Linked DNA regions of Gossypium hirsutum: region 2 is linked to region 1. Evidence: chromatin contacts called from public Hi-C data. All regions are on one chromosome and are shown on one strand. The core of a region is the stretch at or near the end of the contact, and the rest is flanking DNA. Distances in the headings are between cores, read along the strand shown. Region 1 holds the start of LOC107893645 (protein ALWAYS EARLY 2). Region 2 has its middle 7.6 kb from the start of LOC121212413.

The links. A called contact is a pair of places that touch in the nucleus more often than the background predicts.
Region 2: a Hi-C map of leaf shows a contact between it and region 1, with 4 times the contacts expected there. The contact joins the enhancer-like site here to the promoter of LOC107893645 in region 1. A contact is called at or near these places in 16 of 34 Hi-C or Micro-C datasets (anther, callus, fibers and 4 more).

Annotation. Positions count from the first base shown.
Region 1 is chrA13:76,187,079-76,191,510 of Gossypium_hirsutum_v2.1, forward strand. It overlaps LOC107893645 (protein ALWAYS EARLY 2), which reads left to right and starts at 2,634. Exons shown (of 20, transcript XM_016818687.2): 1 at 2,634-2,821; 2 at 3,296-3,416; 3 at 3,569-3,664; 4 at 3,826-3,888. The coding sequence starts at 3,312.
Region 2 is chrA13:76,389,917-76,394,447 of Gossypium_hirsutum_v2.1, forward strand. No RefSeq gene overlaps it. Among protein-coding and RNA genes, the nearest start is that of LOC121212413, 7.6 kb to the right of the region's middle. Within about 2 kb of position 1,420, at least 8 of the 9 cell types and tissues checked have an H3K27ac peak or open chromatin away from gene starts, as enhancers often do. A contact at or near this core is called in fibers, hypocotyl and leaf, where this site is marked.

The sequences.
Region 1 (4,432 bases), core at 1,384-3,883:
CTCATTAACAAAGGTTCGCTTGTGAGAAGAAAAAATAATAAAAAATAAAAAAGCCATGAAAGCTCGGACAAGGACCCTAAAAGGGATTATTAAACCAAGAGGAAGACATTAGAAAATAGAGTAGAACAAGGAGACAAGACCCTCGAAAGGGGTTATTAAACCGAGAGGAGGACATCAAAAAACAAAGTAGAACAAGGAGATAAGACCCCCAAAAGGGGTTATTAAATCAAGAGGAGTACATAAAAAATAGAAAAGAACAAGGAGGATGATGACCAACCACCGATAGTAGGTGTTTGGCCGTTAAAATCGAGAAACATGAAAATCACCTAGAGTAACAAACAACCAAAGCACGGGAAACAGAGGGCAAAACTAGAAACATGATCAAAAGAGTTTGGTCAATAGAGTAATGAACGGCTCAGAATGGATTGAGTATGATGACTCAGCTTGGACAAAGAAAGACAAAACACGGGAAACAGAGTACAAAGCTAGAAATAGGACCAAAAAGGGCAAAATTTTTTTTGGAGTTTTAGCGACTACAGGCACCGTCCATAAAATAGATCTGCAAATTGTAAAAAAAGAAGCCATATGAAGTGAATGAGAAGAATAAATAAAGAAAATGTTGGTGGGAGGGAGAAAAAAGACGGGCGATAGCCAGCCCGGAGACTGAAAACGTCGTGTCACTGGACAAAACAAAAGATAAAAAGTAAATGACTTGGAGAAGAAAAGAAAAATAAATAAATAAAAGGGGAAACTAAGCTCTTGATACCATGCTACAAACTTAAGAAAAAGAATGATAAATGAATTTCAAAGAAATAATATTGCCTCTTGATTTACATTAAGTTATATAGTCTATTTATACTAGAAACTAGATACACAAATAAAGAAAAATATGATATGATATTAACCAATTATGCAAAATATAAGTGTGAGAAATTTGATATCATCTTTTAATGTCACAAATTTTTTGCTATTTTATTTGAACTCAATAATCATTATTGAAGTTTTTTTAATAGAACTAGAATATAACCCTCGTAATTTAGAAAAAAAAGTTATATTAAAATTTTAAATATAATATTGATATTAATTATAGATAACTTTAATGATTGAATTTATAAGGAAATGAAGTTAATGTTAAAGTTGAATCTTTATACCAAATTAATTAGACAAAATATGGACAATATAATATGAGAAAATAATTAAATACATTAAACTATGGTTAAAACAAACAAATCGTGATTGTAGAATATGAATATAAAAGCCTGTTATATATATATATAAAATATTTACGTATAAATTTATTTCAATACATAAAAATAATATGAACAAATACACAAAATTTTTATATTTGGCTTCTTTTTCTTTCTAGTGTTATTACATATTAGTGTGCCATGAAAGGAGAGTGGAACAGTGGCTTAAGAATATACAAGAGGCAAGACAATAGTTCAGGAATGTAAAACAACTAGTAATTTTCATGGAGCAAGAGAATTAATATCCCCTCTACTTTTAGGTATTATTGAGCGAGTGCACTGGAAATCCGAAACAATATTTGATAAAAACCTGCTTTTTGGGGTCGCCCTTCACACTCTTACTGTTAAAGCCAACAAGAAAGGGTGATGAAAATGTTCTCCAATGTGGCTATGTGAACTTCTTTTTTCAGTTGTGTTGAAACTAGTAAGATCTAAATTTTTTCTACGGAAGAGAAACATGCAAAAAATTAAGGATCTTTGTAAGCTTTAAACATTTTCCCGATACCACCACCATAGCTATATAAAATGAAACACAAGTCTGCAATTCCAATAGATTTGGTTGCTTGACTTATGAGTGATAACACTACTTTTTCACCCCTGGCTTGCATGCAGTGCATAGTTGTGTCTATTTGTGTTATTAAAATAAAACATATGTGAATCAAATTGTCACAATCAATGCTTTTATTACCTCCAATAAAAGGGAATTTTAACATGAAAAAAAAAAGGGAAACGTTTAGCGTTTTATTGTGCATACAGATTAGGAAAGAGGAAAAATTTGTATTTTAATCTCAGCGTGGTCAAAAAATTATGCAAAATTAATAAATTTTAAGTGGATCTGTTCTCATTTTTATATATTAATATAACATTATACTCAAAATATCCCTCTGTGTCTTAAAATCAACCCATTTCAATTGCCAATTAAGCTCTCTCAGTAGTTGTGGTTGTGGATATATCTTTTATAGTGGGTTATTGATAATTTTAATAAACTGGTGTATATTTTAATAATATGATATTAGGATGCTGTCATGATATAATATTTAAATATTTTCTCCAATTCCATTACTATTTTCCCAATAACCTAGGAGTTTAATTTTCCCATGAGACCGATGAATTTAATTGTTAAAATCTTAGCGGCTGCTAAAAAGATTTACCCATAAAAGTAGGGACTGGTTTGAAAATTAGTCTAGAAAAGTTTCAAATTTAATCCGCTATTATCATCTACATAGAACCCAAACCTATGCCATCAAATCGGACCTCAGCTTCATTACCAATACTTCAAATTGCCACGTGTACGGTAATGACAACTTATTCATAATCCCATAGACTGAAACAGAGTAAAGCCAAGAAAAATTAAAAATAAATAAATAAAAAACAAAATAATATCATTGGCCAAACCACCTTTATATTCAAGTTTCGCGGCAACGCCACTTTTCGCTCTCTCAAAAGTTGTTCTTTCTCAAAATTCTGTTTTTTCTTTTTATTTCTTTTTTAAATTTCTCTGAAAAATCTTTCTTTCTCTAATTCTTTTTTTTTTGTTAAATGTGTTGGTTCAGCTGGGAAAAGGCCGGCAATTGGTAAGTGGAATTGTCTCCGATCTGTGAATTAGGGTTTAAAAGTTGAGATTTTGAACCATCACTGTGGTTTTTTAAATTCATTTTTGCAATTTTTAAAGGAGCTTTCGGTTAAAATTTTGAATTTTCGTTTCTTTTAAAAGTGTTTTCGGTTTTCTTCAGTGGGTTTGAAGCGGTTTTCAAGGTGACTTTATGGATTAAGCCAAATTGGCTTTGCCGTTCTAGTGGTTTTAGAGCAGCATTGTTTTGCAATCTTTTTTTATTTTCAATACGTAAAATTTTAGGTGTTTCAATTGTGAATGAAATTTTGATTGTGATTTTGAGATTTTGTGGTGTTTCTTTTTGCTGGTTCTAAAAAAAATTACAACTTATTATTTTTTTAAAGTTCATTGTTAACATCGATTTTACATCTGCACTATCTTTTTCAAATTTCCCCTTTTCTTTTTCAAGTTCATGTTTTATGATGGAATGCTTCAGATAAAGGAAGTCATTGATGGCCCCAACAAGAAAATATAAAACTGTGAACAAACAATATTCGAGTAAATGTGAAGTATCTCCTGATAAAGACGCAGGAAATTCAAGAAAAAGTAACCCAAAGGTAGGTGTTTTGTCATTTTTAATTGATTATTTGATTTGAAGATCAAATTTTCTTGCCTTTGGCTGTTTGATGGATACTCTGTTTTACGTGGCATCATCATATGCTAATTGTGAGTCGTTTTGATGCATGGACTGTTGTATTCTATGCTATAGAAGAAACTATTTGACAAGTTAGGATCTCCATGGAGCAAGGCAGAGATCGAGCGGTTTTATAAAGCTTATCGGGAGTATGGGAAAGATTGGAAGAAGGTATATTAGCTACCTGCCACAGTATTTACTTCGAGAACTATAATAAAAAAGTTTAATGGTTTCACTGTAATTTTATATTGTGATGATGCTCCATCTAGGTATTCTATAAGCATAATTAACACTTCCTTTTTCATTTTAAATTTGTGGTTGCTTATGTTTAGGTGGCTGCTGCTGTACGTAACAGATCCACTGAAATGGTGGAGGCCTTTTACATTATGAATCGGGTATGGTTAGGTCTCGATGTAGCTTTAAGCACTCTAATCAGTTATCCAATTCATCTTTGATTGCTTAATCTTGTCCTTGAATGCTTATGGGTTTCATGATGTTTGTTTCTAAAATGCCCAAGGAAATGCTTAGATTAGGACTTGATTCAGTTCGAAAAAATCGAAAAAGAATTTGAATTTTGAGATAATCGAATCGAGTTATTCGAGTTTCGAGTTCGAGTTGAGTTAAATTTTACAGTTCAAATAACTCGAATAATTTGAGTTACAGATTGGTGTCACTACCCTTTATTTCCCGTCAATTTTGAAAATGAGCAAATTGTCACTCTCAACAAAAATTACAAAATAATTTAAAATAATTTTAAAATTCAAAATATTTATAAAAATTCTAAAATTTATTCTTTTTTTTTTTAAATTATAAAAATTTTAAAAAAATATATAAAAGATACATAAAGAAAGTTAAAATTTAAAATTTTTTCTAAAATAATAATTTTGGGAGCTAAATATGTTAATTAGTAATGCAAGTTTAGCTAAGTTATTTTTATTA
Region 2 (4,531 bases), core at 170-2,669, 200 kb after region 1:
AGATTGATTTTATTTTTTAATTATCACTTAGTTAGTGTTTAAGTTGTATATAAATTGTCAAATATAAGTATTAAATTACACCAACGCTAAAAAATTGCTCTCATCTTCTTCGGTTGATTTTGCTAACGGGAATGGAGATGATGCCTCTATTCCTGATGACTCCAACAGTAAGAAGGTTCGCTTCAAGAATTCAGACGTGTCTTCTGATGATGTGATGGTTGTGGATCCTATACCAGAGCCTTCATTGTAATAGAAGGATACGTTAGTGGGAAAGGAATCTTTAGATCAGAATAATAAAAAGGATGGCCAGCACTTTGCTGATAGTTTCGCCTTTACGTAGCAGGATGTCAAGAAATCTTTTGTTGATGGGGTTTCTTCCATTGGTTTTTCGGAGAGAGTTTATCAACTCTTGGAAAAAGAAATGTCAACCTCGATGGTACTTAAGATGCTGGGAAGAAATATTCGAATCTCGACCTTGCAAAATATGTTATATGGGATTTGGAGACCGTCTAAGCCTTTTCAATTAATGGATATTGAAAATGGCTATTTTCTTGCAAAGTTTCAGAATACTGAAGACTATGACAAAATCCTTTCTCAGGGACCATGGGTTATTTTTGGTCACTACCTTACTGTCCAACCTTGGACCATCGACTTCAACCCTAAACTACCCTATCCAAATTCGGTTCTCACATGGATTCGGTTTCCCGGTCTACCCAGCCATTTTTATAAGAAATAGATTCTCATGGAGATTGAGGGTATGATAGGCAAAGTCACTAAGTTGGATTTGAACACAGACAATAGAGCAAGGGGACGGTATGCTCGTATGGTAGTTTTTTGTCAATTTAGGGCAGCCGTTGGTCTCTAAAATTCTTATTAATGGCAACCTACAGAGGATTAAATATGAAAACTTACCCGTGGTATGTTTTAAATGTGGCTATTACGGCTACACTAAAGAAACCTATTCATCGGACATACGGACCTCAGGGGAGATTGAGAAGGGTGAGTCATCGAGGCGTGTTCCTACCACTGTTGCGACGATCGGAGAAGAGGAGTATGGATCTTGGACGCTGGTGGAGAGGAGGTCTAAGCGCGACAATCTGGAAGGAAACAAAAAAGGACATAATTTGAAATGAGAGAAAATTCAGGGATCGCAGTTCCCTTTCCTAGCTGATTTAGCTTATTTAGAGGCGGTTTCATCAAGAACGGGTGTGATTAATAGTGAACAGGTGGCTATGAAGAATAAAGGGAAAGCCCATTTAATTAGCTCTCAAATCAAGGCTGCAACGAGTAAGAAACCGGGTAATGGTTCTAAGAAATCTGTCAGTGGTGAATTTGACTAAGGGTCAGGCCCGTGAGCTAATGATCTTTTGCCCTCAAGTTGGTCAGTCCATGGTTCAACCTAAGACGGGCCTAGGTCAACAATTGGATCCGGCTGATAATAACTTGGCCCCTTTATTCAACAGCAAACAGGCCTCCAATAAAGATTACGGTGGGCCACAGTAGGAAGTCCGGGATTTGGAAGCACATGCAGGCGAACCTTTGAAAGACTCAATTACCTCGTTTATTTCTTTGCCAAATGTTGAAGAAAATAATAGGCCTTTAATTTCAAGTATTTCTAATGCGGTTTTTCCTTCAATTTTAAATTCACATAATGTTGATGGTACAGGTCAAATACAAATGGAACCTCAATTATCTCTTCATAAACAAGTGGACCATGTTGTGCATTTTAATCTTGCTTTTGAAGAAAACTCTTTTATTAATGTGGAGGTGAAGGAAGGTGTTTTAGAGGCCAAAATCATTCGGCAGTCGTGTTTTATAACAAAAGTATGCTGGAGAATGTGACTAGAGAATCGGGGGGTAGTCAATCGGTTGGAATTAATTTATCTAAAGAGGCTCCTAAGGGTCAAAATTCCAAAGGGTCTGGTTCTAAAGGAGGTTGGAAGCCCAATAAAACCATAGAAGGATTAGGAAGTCATTTTAAAAATTCTGAAAATATTCATGTTCCATTTGTTGATTCTACGAAGAGAGCAACAAAACTTATTACTTCGAAATTTAATGGAAAATCTGCCAAGGATCTGCAAAGGCAACTTCGGGAGGATGTGGAAATTTCTTCTTTCGTTCCTCAATGAGATAAGTTTTCTATCCTTTTATTTTTTATTTTATTAATATGAATTTGTCTATTTTATCTTGGAATGTATAGGGATGTGCGTCTAATAAGTTTCTGCGAGCTTTTTGTGAGTATAATAATCAGTATAAGCCTGATATTTTTAGTTTACTTAAAAATTAGTGGGAATAAAGCTGACACAATCATTGCTAAGTTGGGTTGGGATAAGTCTTGCCGTGTTGAAGCAGTAGGATTTCCTAGAGGTATTTGGATCGGATAGAAAAATTCGATTGACTTAAAGGTTGTTGGTAACCATTCTCAATTCATTTTGGCTCATATCTGTTCTTTTTTAACTCCTAAGTCGATCCTTGTTGCTTTTGTGTATGGAAGTCTTGATAAAATGAATAAGAAGGTTTTGTGGCATGATTTAAGTCGCTCAATTCCAATTGGGGATGTTTCTTGGATGGCAATTAGAGATTTCAATTCCATCCTCTCTTCTGATGATAAAAAATAAAACAAAGGAAAGTAACTACATAAGCAATGAGGGCTTAATAAGCTTGTATAAACTTAAACATAACTTACCATTTCATTTATACAATTCATAGATCAAGAATAAATCATTTCCAATGCCATAAGCTTAGTAAAAGCCTATACAACATCATCAAACTCACAAGTTAGTACACTTGTCCATGATACAAATGAAATCAACCATAAGATATGTAGTTTACCATATATAAACACATCATTTAACTCCTCAATGTTATTATAAGATCATGATTCATTCCATTTGCATACTTACCATTTCATTTCCTTTTCTTACCCGTTGAACCATCTAGAATTACATCAGATACTCGGGAATGTTCACACATAGTGTGCCTTTCCATATAATTGTAACCTTTCCTTTACACCAATACTCACACGAGCTGTGAAATAAGCCTGCTCACATGAGCTATGGGTTGAAATGTAAGCTACACGATGCTGCTCACACGAGCTGTGGAGAACCTACAACAAATACAGGACCTCAGCCATCGGTAGGACATTCAAGTCATATCAAAGGTCGCAGATGTCAGTTCTTTGGTGACTTTATAGATAAAGCCCTTTTGCATGATCTGGGTTTTCAGGGACCACCTTTTACATGGCATCGTGGTAATCTCTCTAAGAGACTTAACAGGGCTGTGGGTAACGACATTTAGATGGATTCATTTCCTAATTGTTCGTTGTCCCATTTACCCAGAATTAAGTCTAATCATCGTCCCCTCTTTTTTAAATTTTGCCATAAAGAAAAGCTTGCTCCTAATTGTCCCTCCATTTTTTAGCTGGTTGGTTACACCATCAAAATTTTCCTGACTTTGTCAAGAAGAATTGGAGCTTCAACGGTGATTTGTTTAGTACGATTGCTATTTTTATGGATAAACTTAGAAGCTGGAACAAATGTGTTTATGGACATATCAACCAAATAAAGAGACATTTAATGCATAAGCTTTCTAGAACTCAACATGCGTTGGACCTTTCAAGGTCTAAATATCTTATACATCAGGAAATTTCAATTCGTGAAAAGCTTGAAAATATTTTTCATCATGAGAAGATGCTTTGGAAACAAAAATCAAGGTGTGAATGGCTGAATTTGGGAGACCGCAACCCGAGTTATTTTCATAGGCGTACTATTCAGAGGAGAAATTTTAATAAAATCACTGCTCTACGTAACACTGATGGGGATTGGGTTTTTTATCCTGAGGTTCTCAAAACTGAAGAGGTTAAGTTTTTCTAGAATCTTTATAGGGAGAATCTAGGCTCGTCAGGAAGTATGCCTCTGAGTGCTTATCCTAGCCTTAGCAATGAAGATGTTGACTTTCTCGGAAGGAATGTTACGAATGAAGAAATAAAGGCTGCTCTCTTTCATATGGCACCCCTGAAAGCTCTAGGTAGCAATGGGTTTCAAGCTACGTTCTTTCAAAACCAATGGGATATTATTGGAGATACCATTTGTGTGTGGGTCAAGAAAGTTTTTGGAAGAGGTATCATCGACCCAGAGTTTAATAACACACTTATTGTGTTAATTCCCAAAGTCTAGAATCCAGAGAATTTCTCTCAGTTTCGGCTCATTATCCTATGTTCAGTGTTGTACAAGTTGGTTATGAAGGTTATCGCTAACAGATTTAAGAGTATTTTTTCGAAGATCTTTGGTCAAGAATAAGCAGGCTTCATTGCTGGAAGAAGTATTATTGATAACATTATTATCACTCAGGAAGTTTTACACTCTATGTGGACTAAGAGGAGTCTCCAATGGATGGCAGTTAATATTGATTTGGAAAAGACTTATGATAAAGTCAGATGGGATTTTGTTGAAGCATCTCTTAACACAGCAGGTATTCCTTCTCATTTGGTTAAAGTTATTATGAATGATATCTCCTTATCTTCTTGGATTTC